Regions from separate parts of the Triticum aestivum genome. Here region 2 is linked to region 1. The links are chromatin contacts, called in public Hi-C maps. All regions are on one chromosome and are shown on one strand. The core of a region is the stretch at or near the end of the contact, and the rest is flanking DNA. Distances in the headings are between cores, read along the strand shown.

Region 1 (2,969 bases), core at 412-2,911:
ATAGTAAAGAAGTAAATACAGATGTATTCAGTGTTAGGGCCAGCACGACCAATAAGTTGGCGATTTCAGGTCATTGAAACGTCATAACCAAATCCAAAATTAAAACATTATAACATTCAACACCAAAGAATATGTATTGTTGTATATCGTGCTCCACAGAAAAGTAGTACAGTGTACTCTACATGTATAATCATGTCGTATGAGTGACAGTAATTTCTAGGGATCTCTCAACGTCACCACAACTGTGTTGTACCTCTCCCTGATCCATTTGACATCATTGATACAACTTTCAAAGTAAAGACAACAACTATGTTATTTCGTCTCCCTAATCCATTTGACATTCCCCATGTTACTTCCAAAAGTAAAGACAACAATTACACCATGTATTCTCACTAGTCCATTTGGCATCTACCATAGTCAACATATACAGAAGCTATTCCCCACACAAAATAACATATAAAGAAGCTATTCCCCACACAAAATAACATATACAGAAGCTATGAAAATAAAAAGAAGAGAAAAACATGTTCCACACCTTATGATCCTGAAAAAGTGTGTGAATGTTTCCTGGATCAAGTCGTCACAGTCAAGGTCCAACATTAGGACGCAAGACCTGACCTTGGCGATGGTTTCCAGCATGGAAACTCGCTTTGCAAACAACGGGCTTTTGGTATCATCCAGCTTGCCGAAAGCGTCCACAACCACTGTGAACACACCCTGAAGCCGCCAAGTAAATAGAAGGGTAAGCCGCCAGGTACAAAGTTTCATCATGAGAAGAATTCATCACGAGAAGACTCACCCTCATCACATCATCCTCGTACGGAGGATCTGGTGCGGAGACCCTGGTAACCTCTGTTAGGCAACATGCTATACCAACCTTAACCCCCGGGTGAGGGTGGTTTAGCAGATCCTCTCTGACCAAAGCATCCATCATGGGCCGAATAGCAGCGCGCGTGCTGTCGGGTGGAGACTGGTCCACCCTGGACAACCAGATCTCTGCTTCCTGCACAAATGAAACATCAATTGTGAGTATCTAGACTAGCAATCAAAATAGCAACCACTGCCTGTAACTAACCAGTTAGGGTAGACTACAGAGCACAGATACAATCCAACGCTAAATAAATAATATAATAGCATCGCACAGGTAATTCGGTCCTTGTGACTAGCAAAGGCAAAAACAAGTGATTCAACGCAGGGGCCGGGAGGCGATAAATCTCCAACCTTATCTAGAAGGTATAAAATATCGACGGATACAAGAACAATGATACTAACAGCGAAGGCGACCAAAAAAGAAAAAAGAAAAAAGCAGTGATTCGAATTCGCCGGGGCGCTCACCTCGAGCAACGCTTGCAGCTCCTTGTTGGAGTCCGGGAGCGAGACGAAGCGCGCGGCGACGTCGCGCAGCCGCCGCTCGACTTCCATCTGCGCACCCCCCGACGCCATCAGCGGGGAGGGCTCGGGCGCGGCCCGACGGTGGAAGGATCTAGCCGGGGAAGGTGGTTAGGGTTTCGGGAGGGGGGTCGTGGGAGGGGGAGACGGGAGCACGAAAGCTTTGGGTGGGTAGTTTGGGGGGAAGTTCTGGCGATAGAGACGAACGGGGGGTTTCTACTACTTCAATATTTTCCCTCCTCTCTCTCCTCTCCTACTCTCTCGCTCTCTCTCCATCCGCGAGTCGTGCTGCGGACGGTTTTGCCCGCTTTTTAGGTTGTGTGGTTCGGCCTGGGCCAGACGTGGGGTACTTATACTCGCACGGGTAAATCTTTTCCAGGCACGCTATAAATGTCTGCTATAAATAGCGAATATCGCAATATTGTGTGGGCTGGGGTGCAGGGTGTGAAATTGGAGTAATTTGCTGGTGGCCAGGGTTGTAAACGTGAACCCAGGGTAATTTTGGCGGTGGAGTGATTTGCTGGTGGCCAGGGTTGTAAACGTGAACCCAAGGTAATTTTGGCGATCCACGGGGGTTGTGATGTGAGATTTTCTGTTTCGAATGGACGGACCAGAATATAAAGGTAGTAAATTGTAGAAAATCTTTTCGAGGTATGCTATAAATGCCTCCTAGAGATAGAGACAAGATTGTTAGGTGGCGGGTGGGGCTTAAGTGTAGAATTTGAGTATTCTGTTGGTGGCTAGGGCTATATATGTAAAAACTTAAGAAGATTTTGGGTTGTAGTGTAAAAATTTTGTATTGAACGAATGGACGAGAATAAAAGCTAGCAAATTGAGTAGAACTTTCCATGCATGCTATAAATGTCTCCTAAAGATATACTTCCTCCGTTTCTAAATATTTGTCTTTTTAGAGATTTCAACAAGTGACTACATACGGAGCAAAATGAGTGAATCTACACTCTAAAATATGTCTATATACATCCGTATATAGTAGTCCATTTGAAATCTCTAAAAAGACAAATATTAGGAACGGAGGGAGTGGACGAAATATTAGGTGGTTGGTAGACTTTCTGTAAAATTAGAGTTTTGCTAGCGGGCAAGGTTATAAACATGGGCCCGAGGCAATTTTAGGGGGTTGTGATGTGGAAAAAAACTATTTTCAAATGGTAGGGTGGGAATAAAAGGTGGTTGGTAGGTTTACAAAGGATTCTTTTTGATGAATTGTCTATGTATTCTATAGATGTCTATAAATGATAGAGATGAGAAAAAACAAACCTTGCGTGATCTCACGGCTTGGTGGGAACATAAACGCGAGATTTTGGACATAGCTAGGGTTCAGAATGTGAATTCAGAGTACTTTTGGTGACAGCTAGGGTTTAAAATGTGAATGTAGGGTACTTTGGTGGTGCCTCGGGGTTTTGAATGTGACTGTAGGACCTTTTTCTATGGCAACTAGGGTTTAACATATTAATCTATGGTGTTTTAGTGAAGCTAGGGTTGTAGATGTAAATCTAGGGTATTCTTTCTGTGGTGGCTAAGGGTTTAAATATGAATATAGGGAATTTTGTGTGATGGCGGGG
Region 2 (3,190 bases), core at 92-2,591, 420 kb after region 1:
GGAGTTCAACGCGGAGCTCCAGAGCCTCGCTCCTACGCTGAGCAAGAGCTCACAGGCCGAACCGTACCTGACCCATCTCGCGCAGTGCATTCTCGGCGTCGGAATCGACCAGTGAGCTTCTTCAGGGGTTCCATGTTCAGATGGTTGCAAAGTTTGCATGTGTGGTTGTGTGCGTGTGCGATTCCGCGGCGTGGCAGTGCGCTTGCTGCCGTCGACGCCGGTGTGCGGTCTTGTGGGTGAGCTGGAAACTTGTAAAACATACAGAATTATGCTTCCACGTGGTGGATGTAGTCATGTAGATGCTTGGTTAGGCTTTAATTAGCTGGTGCTGTAGGCTGGTGTAACTGTTTGATTATACATACTCTGGTGGTGTGTTTGTGTGCTGCGATTCAGCATGCCAGGCTCTGTGCCTCAGGGACTGGCTCGTGTTGTTTGAGACGAGTCGCCGATGTAGTAAGCCTGCAGCTTCAAGAGCCTGGCTACGACTCAGAGGGTAAGCCTCATTTTTTTTTTTGAGGATCAGGGGAAGCCTCAATTGTGACCTGTGGTTTGTTCCGTCCATGTGTTGTGTGCGTGCGTGATGGGCCGAACTTTTTTCCCTTTTCTTTTTCATTTTATGATACTGTGATCGGCCAAACTGGGTACCACATGTTATGTTATCAAACGTCGTAATGATTGGTCTGGTACCTGCATCCCATTTCATGTGTAGAGAAGCACCACTGCAGACCAAATAATGCCTGTCGTGCATCACCACTAACACCCGCCTCGAAGCACCACTGCATCCACTTGGCAAGGAGGCCAGGGCTTCTTTGGTACTCTCTTTGTAAAGAAATATAGTAACGTTTAGTTCACTAGAGTAGTAACCTAAACGCTCTTATATTTCTCTACGGAAGGGGTACAAAGGAATTCCATAGGATTTGAACTCTTAGGAATATGTCTTGTGATGATAGCTTTGATTCGCAGGATTGAAAACCTTAGGATTTTTTTTGTAGGATCCATTTGTATTATATTTTGGAGGAAAATTTTCATCCACTCAAACCTCTTTAAACAATTTTTTTTGTTTGTCCGACGCTATCAGACACCCCTTCAAATCCTGTAGAGCACTATAGGACATGTCACTCATCCTGCATTTTTCCTATTCCTGTGTTTTCACTGTTTTTGAGAATCCTGCGCGGCCACGATGCGGGCGAAAGAGACGAAGCTGGCTTGCGACCTGACGTTTTCCCCGTACTTGTCAAAGTTTCGGGTCCATATCCACGCAGACGGAACACGCCGGTGGGACGATCTGAAGCCGGAAAGAGGCCGCAATCCAGCGCACGACGCCCCTTCTTTCACCGCCCGCACCGGTCGACGGCCGATCCCCTGAACCTTCACTGCCCACCCACCCGCAGTTAGCTCACTTCCCACTCACACACTCCTTCACTGCCCAGTACCCACCCCACTGCCATCGCCCCCACCACCGGTACTACCAGCAGGTCCAGCGCCACCATCGCCCTACGCCCCCACAGCAACACGAGAAAACCACCGCAAGCACGCGCCCCGCTCCGCCCCGAGACGCGACGGTGGAACCCGGCAGGCACGAGCACGGCGCGCGGACACATAGCCCGAGCGCGCGCGATGGCAGTCGGAGGGCGGCGCGCGGCGGCGGCGGCGTGCGGGCGGTGGTGCCTGGTGATCCTCGCCGTGGCCTCCGCGCTCGGCGTCTCCGGGCCCGCGCTCTACTGGCGCTACAATAAGGGCTTCTCCTCCGCCGCCGCGGCCGCCGTCTCCGCCCCCTCCTGCCCGCCCTGCACCTGCGACTGCCCGCCGCCGCTCTCCCTCCAGTCCATCGCGCCCGGTGAGAGCCCCCCTCTCTTCAGATCTCGCACCGACGCGCGGTTCTATGCATAACGAAAATGGGCCCATCGGTTGAGACTAGCGTTAACTAGGTGGATGCGGTTGCTTATGAGTGTCGACGGACTGAATACACTGCTAGCAATAGACAATTTATATTGTACATATATGCTTTTAACTGGATCGATAAAGTGATGTCTGACATGGTTTTGCATTTCCTTCCTTTGCAGGGCTCGTGAACTTCTCAATTTCAGGTTTGAGCTCCTTCTTCACAGTCCATTTAATAGAGGTTCAGTATTATCCAGTCTTCTCATTGTAATTTGTTGAGTGTGAACTGAAACAAGAGAGAGTATAGCTGACATCTGATGGAGAACGACGTCACTTGTGAAGTTCTGATCATGATATTTTCTATACCAGACAGTTCAACCTGCAACTTTAGAATTTCCTGGAATCTTATCACCCTCCGACACAATTTAGACGTCCAGGGTTGTTGACATGCCTGTCATTTTAATGGTGTTATTCTTCACAGTTCCTGTTGCCAAATTGTTTGAACAAAGTAGTGCCTGTCAGCAGTACTGAAGTTTTATAGTAACCAAAACATAAGTAATACTCTATGAAGTGTTAGGTAAAATATTATCCCCAGTTTGTTTTATGTTCATATATTGCTCTTTTAAACTACTGGCGAGTTAAGTATCAGGCTGGATATAGATCATTTTGCAGTTTCTGAAAGACTTGACTCTTAAGGACTTCAGCATGAAACCTGTGAGATTTGTCTAATGATAGACTCTATTGAATGACCTAGTGTATACTAGTATTTGCTAAATCAACCAAATATATTGAGAAAAACGTGTGTTTATATTTGCTCAGAGTTTTGATGCTTTTGTCGTATAGTAATGTGAACAATACACAAGAAAGGCTAATGATGCTGTTGTTCTTAATTTATGTTGGTATGCATCATATGCTCACAAGCTTAGGTCCAAATATTACTTCATATGTACAATACCATCCAAATTCTTGGTTTGTCTCATAACACATTAACTTTTTGCAACCAAACATGGATTACTTCATGCTATTTCCAGTGGCACCTTAACATTAAAACCAAACATGGATTACTTCCTGTTATTTGTAGTAAGGGGTGATTACTCCCCTGCACTGGTTTTACGTGCCATGCAGCTTACAAATGCCGACAAAGTAATACATTTTTCTCAGTAGTATCTATCAACCACTTAAGAAACTAGCACTACACCTGCACATATGGCTTTCACCTACATAACTCATCGTTGATGGTACAATTACAAATGCTCTATAAGAGAAATTAGTGTAAACCATTTCCAGTATTGCTGCCCAAGTTCTTGTG

What was found. Hi-C and Micro-C count contacts between places; a contact is called where the count stands out from the background.
Region 2: a contact with region 1 is called in a Hi-C map of leaf, with 4 times the contacts expected there. The contact joins the promoter of LOC123189680 here to the promoter of LOC123189678 in region 1. A contact is called at or near these places in 2 of 5 Hi-C or Micro-C datasets (both in leaf).

Annotation. Positions count from the first base shown.
Region 1 is chr2A:604,626,937-604,629,905 of IWGSC CS RefSeq v2.1, forward strand. It overlaps LOC123189678 (protein hsr-9), which reads right to left and starts at 1,662. Exons shown (of 12, transcript XM_044602148.1): 1 at 1,336-1,662; 2 at 800-1,003; 3 at 536-717. The coding sequence starts at 1,443.
Region 2 is chr2A:605,043,890-605,047,079 of IWGSC CS RefSeq v2.1, forward strand. LOC123189680 reads left to right here and starts at 1,342. Exons shown (of 3, transcript XM_044602151.1): 1 at 1,342-1,837; 2 at 2,064-2,087. The coding sequence starts at 1,618. LOC123189679 (gamma-tubulin complex component 2) reads left to right here. Exons shown (of 21, transcript XM_044602150.1): 21 at 1-559. The coding sequence ends at 115.